3 separate regions of the Mus musculus genome follow, and all the other regions are linked to region 1. A link is a contact called in public Micro-C data. All regions are on one chromosome and are shown on one strand. Each heading gives the region's core, a stretch centred on a gene start, on an enhancer-like site or on the middle of the called end of the contact. The rest is flanking DNA. Distances are from core to core; before and after follow the strand shown. Region 1 holds the start of Prex1 (phosphatidylinositol-3,4,5-trisphosphate-dependent Rac exchange factor 1). Region 2 holds the start of Kcnb1 (potassium voltage gated channel, Shab-related subfamily, member 1). Region 3 holds the start of Znfx1 (zinc finger, NFX1-type containing 1).

What was found. A called contact is a pair of places that touch in the nucleus more often than the background predicts.
Region 2: a Micro-C map of embryonic stem cells shows a contact between it and region 1, with 4 times the contacts expected there. The contact joins the promoter of Kcnb1 here to the promoter of Prex1 in region 1. A contact is called at or near these places in 2 of 39 promoter capture datasets (liver and pre-B cells) and 1 of 484 Hi-C or Micro-C datasets (embryonic stem cells).
Region 3: a contact with region 1 is called in a Micro-C map of embryonic stem cells, with 2.6 times the contacts expected there. The contact joins the promoter of Znfx1 here to the promoter of Prex1 in region 1. A contact is called at or near these places in 3 of 39 promoter capture datasets (erythroid cells, liver and pre-B cells), 1 of 484 Hi-C or Micro-C datasets (embryonic stem cells) and 1 of 115 datasets of contacts at active chromatin or transcription factors (memory CD8 T cells).

The regions. Positions count from the first base shown.
Region 1 is chr2:166,712,363-166,715,646 of GRCm38.p6, reverse strand. Prex1 (phosphatidylinositol-3,4,5-trisphosphate-dependent Rac exchange factor 1) reads left to right here and starts at 1,815. Exons shown (of 40, transcript NM_177782.3): 1 at 1,815-2,132. The coding sequence starts at 1,929. Gm46777 (a long non-coding RNA gene) reads right to left here and starts at 1,818. Exons shown (of 3, transcript XR_001783555.2): 1 at 1-1,818.
Region 2 is chr2:167,187,344-167,190,627 of GRCm38.p6, reverse strand. Kcnb1 (potassium voltage gated channel, Shab-related subfamily, member 1) reads left to right here and starts at 1,810. Exons shown (of 2, transcript NM_008420.4): 1 at 1,810-2,571. The coding sequence starts at 2,005. 1110018N20Rik (a long non-coding RNA gene) reads right to left here and starts at 3. Exons shown (of 4, transcript XR_001783560.2): 1 at 1-3.
Region 3 is chr2:167,061,424-167,064,707 of GRCm38.p6, reverse strand. Znfx1 (zinc finger, NFX1-type containing 1) reads left to right here and starts at 1,693. Exons shown (of 14, transcript NM_001033196.2): 1 at 1,693-2,198. Zfas1 (zinc finger, NFX1-type containing 1, antisense RNA 1) reads right to left here and starts at 1,774. Exons shown (of 5, transcript NR_138563.1): 1 at 1,411-1,774; 2 at 981-1,072. It overlaps LOC115486178 (a small nucleolar RNA gene), which reads right to left and starts at 1,235; the gene lies at 1,143-1,235.

The DNA.
Region 1 (3,284 bases), core at 566-3,065:
TCACAGGCTGAGAAGGGGACTAGTGTTTACTTAGCACTACCTAACCCAGCTAGCTGTGTTGCGTGTGTCAGAGGTTCTCTGGCTACCTTAGAAGGCACCGACGGCTCACAACTGTGGACGGGGTGCTCCTGGGACATCCCGGGTACTGTGTGCTGCTATGCTCTTACAATGGAGAACTAACCTGACCCTAGATGTCACTAATCCTGGGTTTGTTCCCTCAGACTCTCATCTTACAGATTAAAAAAAAAAAAATGGAGCTTCAGAAAGGTGAAGTGTCTTGGCCAAGGTCACCCAGGCAGCTGGATTTGGCTGGCTCGTGACTGCTACCAGCTAGCGAGTAATGATTTCAAGACAGGGCCCACTGAAACCCAAAAAGGTGCTGGATCTAAGGACAGAAGCAGTGTTATGTCTGGAAAGCTCAGAAACAAGAAGATAATGATTCTTTGGAAACACTCACTCCATGACCAATACCTGATGGGCTCACCCTTTTACATCCATTTACCTAGGATACCTTGCCCACATCAAATGTCACGGTGCCCTAGGCCCCAAAGGAACAGGGCCAGGGGTAGCAGGAGCTACCACAGTCTCTCCTCTATCCTTGTGCAAAAGACTGTTTTACTTCAAGGCCCCAGAGAACTATTCTAGGCATCTTGAAGGGAAGTAAATAGAGGACAGTGCTCCTGCCCCAGAAATGATGACACTCCACAGAGGCTATTTTGTGAAACAGGGACTGACTCCATAGGAGATAATAGATCTGAGGCGGGGCAGGTAGGGATTGAACAAGCAGTTCAGAGGCCCGGTCAAGAGGGCAGTTGACAAAGGCAGGAATAATTAAGAACGAAGATAAGACTTTCTAGGGTGTTAAAATCACTTTCCAGGGACTATGGCTCAGCCGTATGCTGGTCCCTAAGAGTTAGGTGTTACTGTTCTTCCCCTTGTACTGTGAGGCAAACGGAGGAGCTTTAGGTGGGATGGGGGTGCTGACCAAGGTCATCAATGAGGGGCTGAACCCCAGAGGCTGACTCGGGTCCCAATGCCTCTCGAGGGTAAAGGGGGGTTAGCACGTTAACTGAACGTTTGAAAGATCAAGGTCACACAGAACAGCCTGTCGGCTGGCAGCAAAATTCCCATTTTGGCTTTATCTCTGGTGGGTACGAGGGCGGCTTCCTGCAACGGTCTCGTCCAAGTGGGCACCTTTGCTTAGGGATGGGGAGCGCTGGGACAGTAGGCGCAGAGCTCCGACGGAAAGAGAAACAGAAGTAAGGACAAAGATGCAGCTAGAGTTCTTCCAAGGTCACCGTAAGCCGAGGGCATGAGCGGCCGTGTTGGTGGGGGCGTCGAGCTGCTCTTCCGGGCGTCAGGAGATGCGCGTGGTGGTCGCTGATCCGGCTCCAGCAGATCACCCACGGGGCACTCCTTACGGGTGGATGGCGCGAGCTGCTCTTGCAGAACTGCTGAATGGGTCTTGGCCTACAGACTCAGCAGAACCACGACCTGACTGGGGTCTGGGGCGACGCATTTCCAGCCCCAAACTCTGACTGTGCGGCGCGCGCACGAACCGGCTCTTGGCCGACGCTCCCTGGAAGCCGGGAGGGGGCTCCGCCCAATCCCCGCCCAATCCCACCAGACTCCGCCCCAGCTCAGTCCATTCTCCATTAGTCCCCGCCCAGTTTCCGCATGAGGTGCCGCCCCACCCCGTCCATTTTCTACAAAGATCCCCGCCCACTAGCAGATTGACCCCGCCTCCTTCCCCGCCCATCGCTCAGCCCTCTCTACCAAGGCCCCGCCCATACACCATGACCCCGCCCAGGTCCCGCCCCCGCTCCGCCTGCCCCGGGCCCGCTGAGCGGCGCCTGTCCGGGATGCGGAGCCCGGACGCCTAAGCCGCGGCGCGACCTCGGCGCGGGAAGTTCGGGCGCCGCGCGGCTATGGAGGCACCCGGCAGCGGTGGTGGTGACGGCGGCGGGGACCCAGGCGGGGACGGTGCGCATCCCGATGCTCGCGGCCCCGTCTCCGGGCCGTGCGCGGCCGCCCGCGACTCGGAGCGCCAGCTGCGCCTCCGTCTGTGCGTACTCAACGAGATCCTGGGCACCGAGCGCGACTACGTGGGCACCTTGCGTTTCCTGCAGTCGGTGAGCTCCCGCCACCTGTGGCCGGCCGGCCCGCGTTGCGCTTTTGTCTGTGGCTCCCCGCCTTGTGCATAGTTTGAAATGGTTACATCCGCGCGGCCGCTGCCCGGGGCCGCCCCGCTGGGGGGCCAGTGTAGGGAGAAGCCCGGGTAGGGGCTCCTTAGCTGCACCGGGGACCCTGGGCTCCGTAGCCTTGCCCCAGCTCGAATTGCACAGTCAAAGCCTTAGACTGCAAAACAGCGTCCGAGTGCGTCTGTGTACCACGCACCTTACACTGGTATCAGCAGACTGTGCCGTTACCGGGCTCATCAGTAGGTTATATTTTCTGATCCTTAAGATCAGGGAAGAGTTCGGCTCCAGAGAGGTTGAGTCCCTTGCTCTGGATAGTTCTGCAGGCTACGTCGTAGGGTTGGATGCAGGGCGGTGACCCAGGGCAGCCCTGCGGGGGCTTTAAACTCCGGTACGTAGTTGCCCTGGTGTCTCTAGTGAGAATGAGGAAGGGGCCACTTCCCTACCCTCCTAGGAAGTGAGAAAACTGGAGGGGGTGGGAAGGGCTGGTCTTAGAGACCTGAGGGCTTTAATCTCCGTGCCTCCTGCTGGGGCCGCTTTAACTCCCTTCTTGGGTTGGAGGAAGTCTTAACCCTGCTTCAGGAAGGCGTGCGTTTGTGTGTGTGTGTGTGTGTGTTTCAAGAGACCCCCAATCACACTGGAGTTCTCTCCATCTGGGAAAAAGAAACACTCAATGGCTTAAGGATGCAGGGGAGTCTGTGTGAGGTCGGGGGGGGGGGTTCCCACTGAGGGAGGAGGGAGTACGAAGTTGGGGGGGGGGAAGACGCTGTGTGGAGGCATTGAAAGCCCTTTGGCCCAAGGATCCTTCTGGAAAGGCCTGTGAGAATAAGACAGGGTTGGCTTTCTTTCCCATCTCTTCCTCTCTCACAGTTGAGAAGGGGGTGGGGGAGAGAGAGAGAGAGAGAGAGAGAGAGAGAGAGAGAGAGAGAGAGAGAGAGAATCGGGTAGGGCTTGAAGCTGGCAGTTTCTAAATGAAAGAGGCAGCCACTCTGGCATTGCTGAGCAATGACAGATTCTAGGGAACTCCTCACTTCCCCCTCGCAGTGACTGAGCTGCTCAGCCTTAAAAAGAAACAGGAAATCTAAA
Region 2 (3,284 bases), core at 561-3,060, 470 kb before region 1:
TTCACCTGGCCTTATGTTTCTCCTCAACAGCTACCACCCAGCTGCCCACCTCTTTTGCCTGTTGGTTTGTTAATTGGTGTAATATCCACCTTCCTCCAGAATCTAGAATTTGATTTTGTAGAATCTGGAATGGAATCAAAGCAAGGGCTATTTAAAATTGCCACCTGCCTTCTCCAGCTTTCCCATCCTCCCAGCTTCTAGCCTGTCTGACATAGTCTTCCAATTCTGTTTACAGTCGCTCTCCAGGGAGCCCGGCGACCCAGAGGCTAGTTGGCTTCGCAACTGTATCTCCCACGCCCGTCCTACGTGCAGCGCATGCATGCAGTAGGCGCTCAGCCTCGTGGTGGCCAGGACGCAGTCAAGCAGCCCGGGTGGGCCCCGCGGCCTGAGCCAGGGCCGGGCCGGGCACGGAGGGGTTAAGCCGCGCGCGTTTCCGACCCGCAGGTGGCGCCGTCCCGCCTCGGTGCCACTCGCCGCGCTCCGAAGTGCGGGACAGAATCGCGGCGAGCGCGGAGCCGAAGCTCAGCCCGACTTGTTGATCTCGCGCAGGCAGCCGCGGCCGCCGCCGAGCCGAGCCGGAGCCCGAGGTGGAGGCGGAGGCGCCGCCGATCGCCCGGGCCGCGCCGTCCCTGCGCCCCGCAGAGCGCCCCGCCCGCGCCCCGCAGCCCCGGCGCCGCCCTCCCGCCCGCCCGGCCGGCCCGGGTAGGCCTAGCCCGGCCCCGGGACCGCCGCTGCCGCGGGCGGGGGCGCGGGCGGGCGGCCGGCGAGATGCGCGCGGCGCGGCCCCGGGAGGCGGCCACCCTGGGGGTGAGTGTGGCGGGGTAGGGGGGTGGCGCGGGCCCACCCCGGGGCTGGGGGCGGGGCGTGTGCCCCGCGGGCTGTAGGGCCCGGGAACCCCCCGAAATCACCGGTGCGTGGCGGGAGGAGGGCACGCTCCGAAAGGCCAGAAGATTCCGCTGGTTTCCCCGCCTCCCACCTCCCCCACCCCTTCTCTTCCGAGCCCGGGCAAAGGCGCAGAACCCGGAGTTATAAAAAGCCATCGCCGGGAGGAGCGAGGAGGAGGAGCGGGAGGAGGGGGAGGAGGAGAAAGAGAGGAGGAGGGGCAGGAGGGGAGCACCGAGCAGGCGGATCCCGAGGACTCCGCGCCCCTCCTGCGCTAGAGTGGGGAGGGGGCGCACAAGGAGGTGCAGACCCCGCTGGCTTGGCTCCTTCGACCCTCACCTGGTCTCCGGAGCGGTCTCGGGTCCTGGTGTTGTGAGGAGTGGGGTCGCCCCAGGACAGGGCAGCCTGGTGGCCTCCGACAGGTGGGCATCTGGTAGCCTCCACAGTCCTCACTCGGCCCAAAATCTTCTAAGATTTAGAAAAAGCAAGCCCAATGCCATCGTTATGCTCCCACCCAAAATCTTGACTATCTTGGGGTGGGAGGAGATGAGAACTCACTAAAGAGAGAAAGAAAGTTCTCCCTGCCTCTCCCTTGCCTCCCAATTGCGGGGGCCAGGTTGGGCTCTCCAGCCCGAGAGCAGGGAGTTTCAGCACTCGACGGGACGGACAGCGCCCCGGGCGGCCGGATTGCGCCAGGGCGGGGGTGGGGCTTCCTGGGAGCCTCCTGGGGGCCTCTCCCGCCTGGAGGGCCACCCCTCCCTTCGTCCTGGGGTGGGGCTGACTTCAGCACCGGCGGGAGGAACAGCAGCCATCCGTCCTCCCTTCCCCCCCCCCCGCCCCCCAACTCCCCTGAGCCGCTTAAGCCTTGGGAAGGTCAAGGCCGGTAGGGGACCCTGGGGGAGGGGCCTCACAGTACGGTTCGCTGACCCGTGTCCGCTTTCGCTTTCTGCCTCGCAGCCGTCGGGATGGAGGTGAGACGGTAGCCGCGACGCCCGCCCTCGCGCACCCCTGCACCACAGCGGCCTGCAGAGCTCCCCGCCCCCCGCCCCCGCGGCAGCGGGCCTTGCCGTCGAGTGACAGCGGCCTGGGGGGGCAGGGGGGGCGGGGGCGGCCAGACCAGCGATGCCGGCGGGCATGACGAAGCATGGCTCGCGCTCCACCAGCTCGCTGCCGCCCGAGCCCATGGAGATCGTGCGCAGCAAGGCGTGCTCGCGCCGGGTGCGCCTCAACGTCGGGGGCCTGGCGCACGAGGTGCTGTGGCGCACTCTGGACCGCCTGCCTCGCACGCGGCTGGGCAAGCTCCGGGACTGCAACACGCACGACTCTCTGCTCCAGGTGTGCGACGACTACAGCCTCGAGGACAACGAGTACTTCTTCGACCGCCACCCTGGCGCCTTCACCTCTATTCTCAATTTCTACCGCACCGGCCGGCTGCACATGATGGAGGAGATGTGCGCGCTGAGCTTCAGCCAGGAGCTGGACTACTGGGGCATCGATGAGATCTACCTGGAGTCCTGCTGCCAGGCCCGCTACCACCAAAAGAAGGAGCAGATGAACGAGGAGCTGAAGCGGGAGGCTGAGACGCTGCGGGAGCGGGAGGGCGAGGAGTTCGACAACACGTGCTGTGCTGAGAAGAGGAAGAAACTTTGGGACCTGCTGGAGAAGCCCAACTCATCGGTGGCCGCCAAGGTGAGTCTGGAGTCTGTTTCCCCCCATGGAGGCCTACACAGAGGCTCCTGGCTCCTCACGATGAGTATACCGGTTAAAAGGCAGGGGCTCCAAGCGAGTTCTCCAAGGACTACTACTCTTAAGAGGCACCCTTCCCATGTGATTCAGTACGGTGTACCCCTACTTTGTTGGGGGGAAATGGTTTATAAAACTCTAAAATGCTACGGCCTTGGTGAGAACAGAGTCGAGCTTTGCTGGATAGTCTTGGTGCCTCCAGGCCTGGATACATACTAGAATAGCCTGCCCTGCAGATGTAACATCTAGCCCTGAATTATAACCCCACTCTGCTCATAAGGAAGGGTATAAACACAGCCTACCGACACGCCTGGCAGAGGCTGAGGCACCCACAGGTATTTTAAGAGATGACAAAAGACAGGGAAGGCTAGTGGTAAGGACAGGTCTGCCCCAAGGCTCGGGACAGCGGGTGAGAGGACCAGGCTGGCTCCTTGTTTATGTACTTGCTGTGTGGTGCAGTTTGCACTTGGCTGTTGGAGGAAGATGTAAATTTCCAAATCAGAGCAGAAAATAGGCCTGGGGAAAGAGGCAGGGTGAACTTGTTCACACAGGGTGGGCTGCTGGGCACAGGAGGCAGCCAGCCTTGGGGACCAGCAGAGGCTTGGGGTGAGGACCGGGACAGGTGCAATTCCTCTGAGTCAGGCTGGCACCTCAGCGTG
Region 3 (3,284 bases), core at 444-2,943, 350 kb before region 1:
GACATAGCACCCTTCAGTCTCTAGGCTTGCCTCAATTTAAGTCAACTTGCCTGGGCCTACTTTTTTTTTTTTTTTTTAAAGATTTATTTATTTATTATTATATGTAAGTACACTGTAGCTGTCCTCAGACACTCCAGAAGAGGGAGTCAGATCTCGTTAAGGATGGTTGTGAGCCACCATGTGGTTGCTGGGATTTGAACTCTGGACCTTCGGAAGAGCAGTCGGGTGCTCTTACCCACTGAGCCATCTCTCCAGCCCGGGCCTACTTTTTTTAAGAGTAAGATTTATTCATATATTTTATGCACGAGTACACCACCATTGTTCTCTTCAGAGACACCATAAGAGGGCACCAGACCCCATTATAGATGGTTGTGAGCCACCATGTGGTTGCTAGAAATTTAACTCAGGACCCCTCGAAAGAGCCATCAGTGCTCTTAACTGCTAAGCCATTTCTCGGGCCTACTTGATTTAGGGCATATTCACATTTTTATCTGAGTGGGTCAGGGTGGATATCAGAATACAGTAATGGAGGATAGCCATTGTCACATCTTGAAAAGCACTAGCCTGCAAATACTTTAGCAGACATGTTTCATTGCCTTTCTAAATACCACGCATATACAAAAGAAATCTCAACCCGGCTCAGACACTGCACCCACAAACTGCTGAATGCTCCCATATCAACAGCCAAGAAAATGTGTTACAGACTAATCTCAATGGGACCATTTTCTTAATCAGTCCTTTTCTCAGGCAGTTCTACCAGGACACTTTAAATAACAACAGGGCTCTGCATCTCCTGTGTCAGTATGTACAGATACACAATTAAAAGACTTTAGTATACTTTGATAATAAGGCTCAATCCTCGGGGCTTTTAAAACAACGAACCTCAGCAGTAACTCTTGCATCAAATTCCCTATCACTGCCCACTTAAAGGCTCTTCAAAGCACGTGATTGCCACTTTAGGCCACTAGACGAATGCATACCTTAAGACTTTCAGATGGTAGGTGAGTTCTCATCTCCCTCGATGCCCTTCTCTCCCTCCAACCTCCATGCTGTCCTGCTTGGTCAGGTCAACCTACAAAACAAAAGCGTCCATCACCACCTATATCCTCGACCAGGAACAAAGAAGACCAGGGTCCTCGAAGGCTGGTGTTTATCAGGACAAACTGGCAAATGTTTTAAAACATCAGCACTGTCGATATGACGGGGAAAAAAGTGAGTTCATCATTTACACCAGCAAAAAGCTTCCCAGGCCAAAGCAGAAGGCGTCTTTTCCACTTGAATCACGTCTTCGAAGGTCAACCTGGGGATCGCGCTCCATAAGCAACACTTGGAGACTAGGAGCGGTTACAGCGACTAAACTTGATAAGAGGTTAACAAAAAAAAAACTTGTGCTGTGTGGACTCAACTCACCATCTGCAAGTTAACCCCGGAGGGACGAGACATATCGGGAACAAAGCAAACGCTCTAGGAGCCGCCGGAACGAAAGGACGAGAGCGGCGGCGAACCTTCCTTATATAGACCTTGGCGGCGCGTGCGCCTGCGCACTGTGCCCATGGCGCGTCGCTTCCGGGCGCGACCGCTTGGCGTCCTGGGAAATGTAGTCCCCGAGCCGCCCGGCCCCAGCTAGCTAATGGTTGTCCAGCCAGTGTCTAGCCCCTCCCCGTGCTCACTGGGCCTCCGGGGCTTCTCGGCTTCCGCGCCATGTCGCGCTTGGCACGCACGAGCCGCCCGCCGCGTCCCCCTGGCTCCGGGGCCAGCCGAGACCTGCGGCCGCCCGGGGCGCAGTCAACCCGCCCCCCGCCGCGCCCTCCCCTCCGCCGCGCCCGCGGGGAGCCGCCAGTCCAGCCGCCGCCGCTACCGCGGGCGCTGAGGCGACGCCGCCCTTCCGCCCGCCCCGAGGGCGGGGGCGCAGGCGAGCCCGGCCTCTCGCTGGAGCCCGCGGCACCGCCTCCTCGTCCTGCGCGGCCTCCTCTTCCTCCGGGCCGCCCACTAGGCTACTCGCCCCGCCCAGGGGCTGCAGGGACTGGAAACCGAAAGTTCGCGGTGCCGGGCGGGGCCGCGACCTGCCAGGGCCGGGGCTGAGCTCTAGCCCTGCGGAGGACGCGCCCGAGCCGGTGAGTGGCCTCCGCCCTATCACGCACCTGCTTCTGCGGCGCTGCGACCGCCGGCGTCCCGCTCTGCCTCCGGCCGGGTGTCAGGTTAGCCTTGGAGTCCCTATCTGCCCCACTCAGCGCCCCCACCACCCCCGGAGTCCCTGTCCCCTTCCCTCAGTTCTCCTATAGTCCCCAGAGTCCATGTCCCCTTCCCTTAGTTTTCCTATAGCCTCCAGAGTCCCTGTCCCTTTCCCTCAGTTTCCCTATACCCCCGGAGTCCCTGTCCCCTTCCCTCAATTATCCTGTAGCCTCCGGAGTCCCTGTCCTCTTCCCTCAATTATCCTGTAGCCTCCGGAGTCCCTGTTCTCTTTCTCTCAGCCCCCCCTATAGTCCCCGAAGTCCCTGTCTGCTTCTTCAGTTTCCCTATAGCCCCCAGAGTCCCTGCCCCTTTCTCTTAGTTTCCCTATAGCCCCCAGAGTCCCTCAGTTCCCCTATCATCTCCGGAGTATTTGGAATCTCCCATCACCCCTAGGATCTTTTTCCACTCCTTACCACCCCCAGAGTCCTGTCCTCCCACCTCCACCGTCACCCTCCATCGTTCCCTGAGTTAAGTCTACCTGGTTATCAGCAGCCCCATTTCCCAGTCCCTGTTTCCTCTCCTCAGCAGCCCCATCACCCCTAAATCCCTGTTCCCTTCCATTAGCCTCACCATCACTCCCCAGAGTCCCTGTCTCCTCTCCTTAGCAGCCCCCATCACCTCCAGAGTCGGTGTCTCCTCCCTCAGTACCCAGCGTATCCTGAGCCGCGGGCACTGCCATTACCTGCTTCGACTCTCTTCAGTTCATCTGTCACCACCCTGATCACACCCCACCTCTAGTGCCCCTTCATCTCAGCACCCAGTCATCCCCTGTGCGTAGTTGTCCTGCCTCTGCTCCCGGTCCCTGGAGCCCCACTCTCTCCATTTCTCACCTATTGCTATACCCACTTGTTCCACAACCACCCTGGGCTCCCCATCCCTAGGCCCTGCCCTACCTCTGAGTCCCCCCCAGATCTCTCCTGCTTTCTGTAACCTTACAGTGTTTCTCTGAGGGATGTATGGTGTGGCGACTTCTCTCGGGACTTGAAATTTACCTAGCTACAACCCAGCTGCCACCTCTTGCTCCATCCTCTTTCATCTTACCCTGTAATTAG